3 separate regions of the Sus scrofa genome follow, and all the other regions are linked to region 1. Evidence: chromatin contacts called from public HiChIP or PLAC-seq data. All regions are on one chromosome and are shown on one strand. Each heading gives the region's core, a stretch centred on a gene start, on an enhancer-like site or on the middle of the called end of the contact. The rest is flanking DNA. Distances are from core to core; before and after follow the strand shown.

What was found. HiChIP or PLAC-seq counts read pairs in DNA pulled down with a chosen protein or histone mark.
Region 2: a contact with region 1 is called in an H3K27ac HiChIP or PLAC-seq map of alveolar macrophages. The contact joins the promoter of IFNAR2 here to the promoter of IL10RB in region 1. A contact is called at or near these places in 1 of 5 promoter capture datasets (liver), 5 of 47 Hi-C or Micro-C datasets (embryonic fibroblasts and liver) and 1 of 2 datasets of contacts at active chromatin or transcription factors (alveolar macrophages).
Region 3: a contact with region 1 is called in an H3K27ac HiChIP or PLAC-seq map of alveolar macrophages. The contact joins the promoter of IFNAR1 here to the promoter of IL10RB in region 1. A contact is called at or near these places in 1 of 5 promoter capture datasets (liver), 15 of 47 Hi-C or Micro-C datasets (alveolar macrophages, blood, embryonic fibroblasts and 8 more) and 2 of 2 datasets of contacts at active chromatin or transcription factors (alveolar macrophages and skeletal muscle).

Annotation. Positions count from the first base shown.
Region 1 is chr13:196,851,612-196,855,480 of Sscrofa11.1, reverse strand. It overlaps IL10RB (interleukin 10 receptor subunit beta), which reads right to left and starts at 1,875. Exons shown (of 7, transcript NM_213771.1): 1 at 1,827-1,875; 2 at 152-278. The coding sequence starts at 1,875. IFNAR2 (interferon alpha and beta receptor subunit 2) reads right to left here. Exons shown (of 10, transcript NM_001204775.2): 10 at 2,841-3,869.
Region 2 is chr13:196,764,326-196,768,194 of Sscrofa11.1, reverse strand. It overlaps IFNAR2 (interferon alpha and beta receptor subunit 2), which reads right to left and starts at 2,108. Exons shown (of 10, transcript NM_001204775.2): 1 at 2,031-2,108. All of the region lies in intron 4 of LOC110256370 (40S ribosomal protein S2-like), which reads left to right.
Region 3 is chr13:196,923,812-196,927,680 of Sscrofa11.1, reverse strand. IFNAR1 (interferon (alpha, beta and omega) receptor 1) reads right to left here and starts at 1,803. Exons shown (of 11, transcript NM_213772.1): 1 at 1,737-1,803. The coding sequence starts at 1,803.

The DNA of each region.
Region 1 (3,869 bases), core at 626-3,125:
AAGAAAAGACTAGGAGAAAGGCTCCTCCCCTTAGGCTGTCATGGTTAAGCGGTGACAGCGGTCAAACTCTCTTCTGTGGTCCAGCTGAAGGACCAGCCCAGCCAGAACCGCCATCCTCTGGTGCTTCCTGCCAAGAGCATCCCAGACCCACCTGTGATACTGAGCTGTGAAGGTCAGATCCCCCTGGGGAAAAGCAGGTGAGTCCCACTGGAGAATGTTCTTGAAATTAACTGAATTCATTCTGACGTTTTCAGGAGGTGGCACCACCATTCCTAATGCTGTAAAAATAAAGGGGACAAGCTGGCAACCTTTTTTTTTCCCTCCAATTCACTCGGGGTCCAACACTCGGGTCTCCCCTATGGCTCCAAGTCTTCAAATGGGCACATGGCAGAGAGAAACACACTTGAGCTGTGCTGAGGAGTCTGGATTTTATTTGAAGGCAAGAAACGGCTAACACGAGACGGGTGGTTAGCAAGAGTGAAGTGGGGACAGATGGGGGTGACCTGGATTTGGCTGGTGGTGGAAAGATGGGAGGGGGTGGGTAGATGGATTTGAGATACATTCCCAAAGGTATAAACTCTAGATTTCCTGATACATTTGGTGTAAAGAAGTAGATATTAACGTCTATTCCTGGCTTAAGCACCTGATTGGGGCTGGGGCCAGGGAAATCAAGAATCTCATTTTAGGATCTGCATAAGGTTTGAGATGCTAAAGAATATGCAAGCAGGCGTGTCAGAGACAGCTGGATGTATGAGACTGGAGCACTCAGGACAGATCTGGACTAGAGGGAGAAATCATCATTAAATTTATAACAGAAAATGCCCATGTTCCCATTGTGCTCAGCAGGTCAGAACCAGACCTAGTGTTTGTGAGGATGCTGGTTTGATCCCTGGTCTCGTTCAGTGGGTTAACACTCCGGTGTTAGGGCAAGCTGCGGGTAGGCCACAAATCTGGCTTGGATCTGGCATTGCTGTGGCTGTGGGGTAGGCTGGCAGCCGCAGCTCTGATTCAACCCCTAGCCTGGGAGATTCCATAGGCCACAGATACGCCCTTTAAAAAAAAAAAAAGAAAAGAAAGAAAGAAAGAAAGAAAGAAAGAAAGAAAGAAAGAAAGAAAGAAAAAGAAAAGAAGGAAAGAAAAAAAGAAAATCCCACACATACACAGAAGTACAGAGACAAGCATAAGAAATCGCTACCGGCCCATCACTCAACTAGTTCCAACAGATATAATTTGAGAGTCATGAGACCATAGCTGGTATTTAGTGCCACGGTTTTGCTGACATCTCCCAAAGGGACAGTGCAGGGGAAGGAGTTAAGAGGGCTCAGGCATGAACTTGGCGGTCAGGAGATCTGACAGGTGAGGGATGTCTTGAGAGAAACAGCCTGATAAGTAGGAGGGAAACCAGAGGGTGAGGAACCCTGGAAGGCCAGGGGTGAGTTCATCAGAAAGGAAGGAGGGGCACCATCTTGTTGTTTAAACTGGGCAGGCAATTGAGAGCAGGACAGAGAAGTATTTTACTGGATTCAGGACTCAGAAAGCCATCAAGTCGCAGAGTTGAGCGGTCGAATTGAGATGTTAGCGTGGTGGACACTGAATGCGAGGCCTGACACGCGCCTATGGGATCTACCCAGGGGTCGCCTTTGGGGCTCTGGCTGCCCGGCGTCGTAGCCAGGTCTCCCGGTTCCCGAGCGCCCCAAGGGGCAGGACGCGACGCCACAGAGGGTCCGGGTCCCCGCGCGGGGAGCCCAGGTTGCGGAGGCGCACGGCCCACTGCGGAGCCGGCCCCCAGGAGACCGCCCGGAGCCCTCTCCCCGCAGACCCCTCACCTGACACCAGTAGGCAGCCGCCCAGCCAGTTCCGGAGGCTCCGCGCCATGGTCGCACCGGGAGCCCGGGAGGGCCCTCGGGGGGCCCGCGGGCAGCCGCCGGGCACGGGGAACACGCCCCCTCACCGGCGTCCGCGCCGGAGTGCACCCGCCCACCCCGCCCCGAGGCTGCTTCCGGGAACTCGGGGAGACGGGGCAACGAAGCCCCGCCCCGACCCGCCCCGGGCCCCGCCCCCGACCCGCCCCGGGCCCCGCCCCTGCGTGCCGAGCTCGAAAGGTCATGGGCAAGCGCTTGGTTCCAGCGAGGCAGAGGTAGCAGACGGGGGACTTTCCTCCTTCCGCTGAGTGGAAAACATGGATGGTAAAACAGGTTGCAAAACTCTACGTGGAGTGTCCTGATTACCTTAAGTGCATGCTTTGAAAGGAGCCCTCAACCTAAATACATACACTCCAACGCCAACGCAGAGCTTACATCTGATGGTGGAATTAAGTAAGGGTGGTGGTGGTTTTTCTCTATACCATTCAGTATTCCCCAAGTGTCTCCCGTGTAAACAGGCGTGGACTCTATAATCCCCTCTCCCCGCAAGTAAACTGCTTTTCAAGCAATCCCTTAGCAAATCCAGTCTGGGAGAGTCTTCTTTATCTTATCCACCCCCTTCCTCCCGGGGATAAACAGCAACACAGCACCAAGTCACTTCTTTTGGCAATAATCGTTTCTCTCTCAAGACTGTGGAGAAAGGCTTAATTTCCTCTTTTCCAACTTGTGCTGTGGTGAGGTGGGAAAGCCCAGAGCAGGGTAAGCAGGGTGATATAAGACACTGCCTGACATCTGTTGCTAGAACAGTCCACAGGAACTCGAGGGCAGGGAGGCAGCATGTGTCCTCGGCCCCCAGAGGCCACCACACAGAGTCAGAAGTTTTTTTGTGCAACCTAGAGACGCCGGCAGAACTATACATATATACGTGCTGCATGTATATCCCTTCTAATAAGGAATGGCTCTGAAGACATTACCAAGTTTCTAGTAAAAAGTATGTTTTATTTTTTTTAACCATCTTCCAACCAAGATACAAAACTAAATCTGAAAATATGCCACTGAGGGTCTATTCCACCCTCCTATGCAAATGTTTGACTATTAATCATTATTGTTTATTCATTAATCGTTGTTATTAATCGCTATCAATCGTTATTGATGTGTGTGAGTCTGTCTTTCTCACTCAGATGGAGGAGGCTGGACAAGGAGCTGAGAGTTGAAATCTCAAGCGTGCAGGGGACAGAATATCACCCAGGAGGAACTTTCAAGTAGGGTGGACGGTCCCTATTTCCAACCCAGAGTGTGCGCTTCTGCTCCTTTGTGCCTGCCTCCTTTCTCTCCAGCTGCCAGCCCTCCCTCCTCTTTTTCGGCCGCTTTCCCTTGAGCCTGTGGAAAAACACTGCTGACTGCTGCTGCTAAGAACCCTGGTGAGTGGCTTCCTTTTCTCTCCCCGCCCCACTCTGGCCCAATTTAATAATTTCCCAGAAATCTTATAGGGCCCTGGAACCACCCCCTGAAAACCACAGGGAAACTTGCTCCTTATTCTGGGAAACGTGATGTAGAAACATTAGAAATTCATGAGAGCAAAGGCAGGGCATGTTCCCTTCAAGAGGAATCACCCTTTTTTTTTTTCTTTTTTTAAAATTTTAAGTCAGCACCCATGGCATATGGAAGTTCCTGGGCCAGGGATTGAATCTAAGCCACAGCTGCAACCTACACTGTGTGGCCACCCTAGATCCTTTAATCCACTGCGTGGAGCTGGGGATCGAACCTGGGCCTCCATAGCACCCCCACCACCGGGGTGCTGCTGCAGTTGGATTCCTAACCCATTGCGCCTCCGGGAACTCCCCAGGAGCATCAATTTGAACATGTAAACAATGCACTGAAAGATACCAGGATACTCTGTTTCCCACCTGCCCTTCCCCCAGACAGGGAATTTGCATAGACAATGTCACCAGGAAGCACATGGGCTCTTTGGTCTCCTGTCCCTTCTCTGGAGAGCACTTAACAAAC
Region 2 (3,869 bases), core at 859-3,358, 88 kb after region 1:
ATCGAACCCGCAACCTCATGGTTCCTAGTTGGATTCGTTAACCACTGAGCCACGACAGGAACTCCGAGCCAGCATTTGTAATAGGAACACCCAGGCATGTCTGGGCTGCACGGAGTGGCGAGTGTGCTCAAATCACTCTCCTTAGAAGGATAAGGAAAATTTCCATGAGCCCTAACTTGAAGCTCCATTCACTTCACCAGTCAGGAAGGACTTACTGAGAGCATCCTAGGTGCCCAGCATGAGCACAAGTGATACAGACCCTCCTTTCTGGGAGCTTACCCGCTCCTGGGGGGAAGGACAATTACACAAGTGCTTGTAATTGCGACAAGGCTGATTAGGGAGAAATACAGGGTGATGTGACAATATAAAACAGTGACTTGGAGCTGTGAGGGGCTGGGAAGGCTTACCTGTGACAGTCATCCGTCTTTTTTTTTTTTTTTCCTTTTTAGGGCCATATCTGTGGCCTATGGAAGTTTCCAGGCTAGAGGTCAAAGTGGAACCACAGCTACCAGCCTACATCACAACCAGAGCAGCACTGGATCTGAACCGAGTCTGTGACTGACACCAGAGCTCACGACAGCGCCGGATCCTTAACCCACTGAGAGAGGCCAGAGATCGAACCTGCATCCTCATGGATTCTAGTCAGGTTCTTAATCTGATGAACCACACGGGAACTCTGTGACGGTCATCTCTAAGGTGGGGTTTGGAAGGGGAGGTGGGAAGGGGTGGGGGTGTGGGGAAGCCTTGCAGGAAGATGGAAGAACTTGGGTAAATGTCTAAGGCAGAAGGCCCCAGCAGAGCAGGCTGGGAGGCGGTATGTGGGTTCTCAAGTCCAGCTGTGGGACAGCAGGTTTCACCCAGTTCCCAGGAAGATAGGTGCCCACACCGTGCCTTTCCCAGACTCACACAGAGGGGCCTTGTGGGCTGGTGTGTCCCAAAGTCTGGTGCATTCAGGGAATTGAATGCCCAATGAATGGTGAGGAGCTTAAACCTCTTTGCCAGTTTTCAGCTGCTCCATGTAGATTTCAGCTGTCCTCATTTGTACCTATTGACCTACAGGTACCGGTCTCTCCATTACTGAGAGTTAAAACCACTCTCTGTCCAGGTCCATTGACCTTGCCCCTTAGGGAGATATGGCTTATCCCCCTGCATAAAAGCTCACGTCCTCTGGATCCAACCAAGTCCCTCATTTGCAGGCATCCCATCAGAATCGCCCAAGAACTTGATGGGATGCTGTCATTACTCTGTGCCCAGCGCATAGCACATAGTAGGTGTGCAACTAAATGCATGGTTGTATGAATGAATCTGTTTCCAAAAACATGGGGACTTCCCTATGGGAACACTTCTCGCCCAGCCTGAATCGGGGTCTATGGTAGCACGCATTTAGCGCCCACTTCTCTGCACACCATCTGTAACCCGCAAAAGTGGTGTACACTCTTCATCTCTGCCGTCCCACCTCTCCGGAGCTACTTCAGCCCCTCCAAAGGCCACCAAGGACAAAATAAAGCAGAAAACAATGCCCGGAGGACCACGCTCCAGATGCTGCAGAAACAACTGTTCACACTCTCGGTCCTAGCTTATTATTTTATACATAGTGATAACTAGCTTTTTTTTCTCTTTTGTCCTTTTAGGGCCGCATCTGCAACATATGGAGATTCCCAGGCTAGGGGTCGAATCAGAGCTATTGCTGCCAGCCTACGCCAGAGCCACAGCAATGCCAGATCTGAGCCTCGTCTGTGACCTACACCACAGCTCACAGCAACGCCGGATCCTTAACCCACTGAGCGAGGCCAGGGATCAAACCCGCAACCTCCTGGTTCCTTGTCGGATTCGTTCCTTGTCGGGAACTCCTAGTTTTGATTCTCTGTTGGCTTAACCTCCTGCAGAATAGAAACTGTACGAAGAAAGCCTGGCTCCTTGGGTTAGGATGTGGGAAGAAGGCGACGAGGAGGCTAGCATGGATGATGCTGACAAAAGATAACGGATTGCTCACCTACCATCATTACCATTGGGGCTTGAGAGGGGCTTACCAGCTTCCAAGCAGGATTCGCTCAGCCACAGCCGCTGCTGTTGGGGCTTCTCTGCATAATACTCTTTCAGGGATACGTGCCTTGTAGACAGTTCTGCTTTTTTGCTCCAGTTCATCCTTGGTGGCTGCCTCTATGCTGTGACCGTCAGTCCCCAGCCCCTTCTATTTCCTCCTTTTCCACCTCGGCCTCTGAAACGCCGTGGAACTGCCCCTGCCAATTACGACTACAGGCAAAAACTGCACACCAACTATCAAGCATCTGTTCCTCAATTTCTCACTAGCTGCAACTTTGAATAACATTTCCTCTGAGTATAAGAAGATGCTCCAAACTGAGAATTTCCTTGCTTACGCAATTTTTTTTTTTTTTTCTGGTGTCTGCCTTGTGGTTTAGATGCCACATCTTAACTTCTCCTTCCTCAAAGGGTCAGTGCAACTCTGCCATCTTGTTCCATCTGGGTCTTTTTCCCATAAGCCATAAACCAAAGTTTGTGAGCATTTTTCCCGTCCCTTTCTGAGCCAGGCTCCTTCCCTGGGCGCTGTCTGAAAATAACTTCGCTACCATCTCACATAGGTCCAATCACTCCAGCTTATCTCATGTCTGTTTTCTGCATGTAGATTACAGTTTTCCCCCTAATACACCAGCAAATACTTGGTGACTGCATATTTATGTGCCAGTATTCTGTAAAGTATAATCTGGGAGACAGACTGGAAAACCTGATTTTTGTCAGCTTGTGTCACGCAAGCCTGTACGAATACAGGAAAGCGTGAGATATGCGGTGAGGGGCATTGTGCAGCGGGGCCCCCATGTCTCTCCTGAGTGATGCAGGGGAATGTGGTATTTCCAGCTACAAAGCATCCTTCTGGGCTTGGAGTTGCTCTGCCCCTTTCCCACCCAAGAAAGCCTAGGAAATTTAGGGGGTGATGGGATATTTTCAAAGGGATAATCTTAAATACTCTTTACTCTCTTTCTCAGATGAGCCATCTTTTGCAAACTGTGAGACTTAGTGACAAAACACCATATCCCCTCTAACCCATGAACCCCATCCATGCAGCTCAGGGTACTGCAGTTGAAGCTGGTTGGCAAAGATAGGGCTGTTTTCTGATCACACTTCAAAGAAAGAAATGGCGTTCTCGAACTGCCTTTGCTCGCAACTGCCGATTGCATTTGGCAGAACGAGGTTGTGCAGAGAGATAAGCCTGGAAAAGGGGCAGTTGCTGTTACATTCTTGGTTGATTGTGGCCCCTCCTAACGCAGGAAGTATGCGAGTATCTCATACTCAAGACTGGAGCCAAAGCTGTCATGTCATTTCCACACCTCTCTGAGTCTCAATTTCCTTGTGTGGAAGCATGGGCATTTTCATGCTTGCCTCTTAAGGACTGTGGTGGAAATTCAGTAGAAAGAATTTTGTGAGAGCCCTCAGCACTGTGCTGGGATTAAGTGGTTTCTTGATAAATATTTGCTGGGTGCAAAAAAAAAAAAAAAAATAATAATGGTATTTATTTAAGAGTCTGCTATGCAATTTTTCTTTCTTTCTTTTTATTTATTTATTTATGTATTTATTTTGTGTCTTTTTTGCCTTTTCTACGGCCACACCTGCGGCATATGGAGGTCCCCAGGGTAGGGGTCTAATCGGAGCTGTAGCCACCAGTCTATGCCAGAGCTACAGCAATGCGGGATCTGAGCCGTATCTGCGACCTACACCATAGCTCATGGCACTGCCAGATCCTTAACCCACTGAGCAAGGCCAGGGACCGAACCCACAACCTCATAGTTCCTAGTTGCATTTGTTAACCACTGAGCCACGATGGGAACTCCGCTATGCAATTTTTCTTGATAAAA
Region 3 (3,869 bases), core at 554-3,053, 72 kb before region 1:
TTGTCTTTTTAGGGCCGCACTTGCACATATGGAGGTTCCCAGGCCAAGGGTCGAATCAGAGCTGTAGCTGCCAGCCTACGTCACAGCTCACGACCATGCCAGATCTCCAAGCCCCTGAGCAAGGTCAGGGATCGAACCTGTGTCCTCCTCCTGGGTGCTAGTCTGACTCGTTTCCGCTGAGCCATGACAGGAACTCTGGGAAATTCTTTTTAATACAAAGGCAAACGTGAGTTCCATGCAAAATCTTCATGAACAAAAGACTCTGAAGAAATTACCAGGGGTTATACCAAGACCCTAGTACCCATATACTATACTATATGCTGTATTTGTGGAAGAGTTTATGAAAGAGAATAAAGGAAACCTTATTTATTTATTTATTTACTGTTATTTGAGGGCCACACCTGCGGCATATGGAAGTTCCCAGGCTAGGGGTCAAACTGGTGCTGCAGCTGCTGGCCTATACCAGAGCCACAGCAATGCCAGATCCGAGCCACATCTGCAACCCACACCACAGCTCATGGCAATGCCGGATCCTTAACCCACTGGACAAGGCTAGGGATCACACCCGCATCCTCTTGGATACTAGCTGCGTTCACAACTGCTGAGCCACAAGGGAACTCCAGGTAACCTCATTTAAAATGAAGTCAGAAGGCCAGAACCTGGGAGTCTTCAGGCACTTGCCCTCACCATCAACTACAGCAGCCAGCCATAACGTCAATCAATGTCAATTACATCCCTCGGCAGGAGGAACTGTCCTCTCCCTAACAAGCCCGGCCAACGGGAAACGCCAAACTCTCCTCAACCCTTGCTTTCATCCAATGAACTTTGCTCAAAACAACCCCACTGGACTTCCTCCTTTTTCTCTGTAAAGTAACATTCTTCTTTTTTTTGGTTGTTGGAATTGCGTATGATTTTTGCTATAGCTTGCTTGTCCCAAACTGCCATTCCTCTGCTTATTCTGGAAGAAACTCATTGTGATGGTAAAATAACTGCCCGTTTTATTTTTTAGGACAAGATCGGATACCATGTACCCCAGAAAATCAGGGTCTGGTTTTCTAAGCAGTTAAGTATTTTCAAGTCCTCCAGGTGGCCTCACCAACCCCTGGACTCCTGCTCTCGTTTGCCAGGCCCTGTTTGTGTGTGGGTCCTCCTCCTCCTACAAAGTCAACCTTATCACAGCTGCATTCCCCCACCCAACCCAGCTAAGCCAAGAAAGACAGCAAACGAGCCTGGTGACTCCCAGCCTTTGCATTTTGGCTGTGTACTTTTTCTTTTATTATTACTTTTTTATTAGACTGTACGAACCCTGAGGGCAGAGAAATCCTCCCACGTAGGACCAATTAACTATTTACTAAGTGGAGGAAACGCGTTTCAAGATCGGCAGCATAGCTCATGGCTAAAGCCTTTATTATTATTTAACGGTCCAGTCGAGCTACCGGATTTTTCGGAAAGAAAGAGACTTCACCCCAAGGATCAGGCACACCCAACCCTGCGGGGGTGGGAATCCAAGGAGCAGGCACAGGGCAGAAGTGATGGCAAGGAGGACGCCCCCAAAGGAGCGGTGTGGAAAGATCTCTGACGTCACTTCTTTGTCGAAATGTGAGCCCTGAAACTAGAGGCCTCCCAGAGGGGATGTCTGTCTCTCCCACCCACTTCCCCTGGCCGAGGTCTCCCATGCCGCCGCCATCCAGCCTCGCGCCCTGCCCCCCACCTGCGCCGGGACCCCTAATTCTCACCTGCGGGCAACACCCACGGAGCCCCAGCGACCAGCATCAGGGTCGTCGCACCCAGAAACCCGAGCATCGTCCGCGGGCGGCCGCCGGCCCTTCCAATCACGTCTTCGGCCACATCAGGAAGCGCGGCGCAAGGGAAACTTGGGTGCACAGGCCACCCCCGGACCTGGGACCCGTGCGGCCCTGTCCCCTCGCGCCGCTCGCGCCCCGCCCCTCCACAGTCGCCCCGCCCCACGCTCATCACCCCCCGCCATCGACTCCCGCGCACGCGCCGTGCCTTCTGCGCGTGCCACCGTCCGCGCACGCGCGTGGGACGGCAGGGGCCGCCCAGACTCCACCGCCTGCCCCCCGCCCCCTTTCCGGAAAGTGACAGCTCACTTGCTGTCCACCCTCGCTTTCCGGGAAGACTGCGCGTAACTCGAGGGCTTGACCCTGGCAGGAACGCGGAGATTCGCCAGTGCGCCTGCGCAAATTTCGAGGCGGGTGTTTCCTCCCAACCCCCTCGCTAATTGCAGCCGGCGGGCAACCTCTGCGCTCTCTGCTCGCACCCTACTGTGCCCGGTCTCGGACTCCGGAGTCTGGCAAAGCGGTGTTGGGGCGGATTTGGTCCTAAGGGAGGAAGCAGTGGGGAGAGTTTCCGAGCGGGCCAGGCCATTTCCTTTGTTCTGAGCGCTGTGAGCAAAGTGCAGGCGCCTCCGAGTGAAGCCGAGACGCGTTGATCTTGGCCTGGGGCGCAAGGGCCTCTTTGAGAAGATGGTGACGGCTTCTGGGCTTTGGGGGTGGTGTCCAGAACAACGCTCTCCAAGCTCTTTTGATCTTCTGCCCTTATCAGTAAAAGGTTTGAGTCCATCATTCAAACGGTTATTTAAGCACCTTAATAATCAATTATGTATCTTATAAAAATTCGCAAAAAGGGAGTTCCCGGCCTGGCGCAGCAAAAACGAATCCGACTAGGAACCATGAGGTTGCGGGTTTAATCCTTGGCCTCGCTCAGGGGGTTAAGGGTCTGACATTGCCGTGAGCTGTGGTGTAGGTCACAGACACTGCTTGGATCTGGCGTTGCTGTGGCTGTGGCTAGGCCGGCAGCTGCGGCTCCCATTCGACCCCCAGCTTGGGAACCTCCATAAGCCGTGGGTGGGGCCCTAAAAATAAAAAGCAAATATAAATAAATAAACTGTTTAAAAAATTAAAAATACTCAAAAGGGAAAATATAAAGGGTGAAAGATGAAATAAGCAAATGCTTAGCTGTTAATTACAACTAAACAATTTAATTATAAATTGTAAGGTTAAATGAGTATTTGTAGAGAACTATGGGCTTGAATATTGCCTTATAAAAACTTTGAGGTATAATTTACATACTGTGAAATTCATCCATTTTAAGTGAACAATGACTTTAGTAAATTTATCCAGTTTTGGGGCCTCATTTTTAAAAACATTGGATTATTATTTTGTGACTCATCAATTTTCAGGTTTGATTCTCAGTTTGTTAGTGTTTTGCTTTAATAACAGCATAGATGGAAAAATACCCCCGGAGAATCTGGGGATCTAAAGGGAAGAAGGAAGTTCCTGGTTGCACTTATTAATCATACTCATTTAAAGCCTTTACCACGACTCTTTTTTAAATTTTTTGTTGAAGTACAGTTGATTTACAATGTTGTGATAATGAATGTCTGCTGTACATCAAAGTGATTCAGGTGTACGTGTACATCCATCCATTCTCTTTCAGATTCGTTTCCCACATAGATGATCACAGAAGGTCCCCATTGGCCAACTGCCAGAGACCAGCTCCAGCAGCCGGGGAGTGGCACACCCTGTCGGGGATGGACAGTGTGGTCAGAGGCACACAGAGACAGACAGCCTCTTTGTCCCTTCCTTCAGGGGCGCTGAACTGCTCAAATTTTATTGGCATGGTGATTATTTATACAGTTTAATTGTAGATTCCATCATCGTTTCCAGATTTTACAGTACAATAGATATACATTATGTTCTAAAGATTTTTTTAACAAACTAGAATTAATGGACACAAAACATCATGTGTAAATGGATACAAAACATTATGTGGAAAAAACATCATGTGAAAATAAGGAGATTCGGTACAAAGCATCTTGTGGTTACTACCTATTATTATGTTAAGTT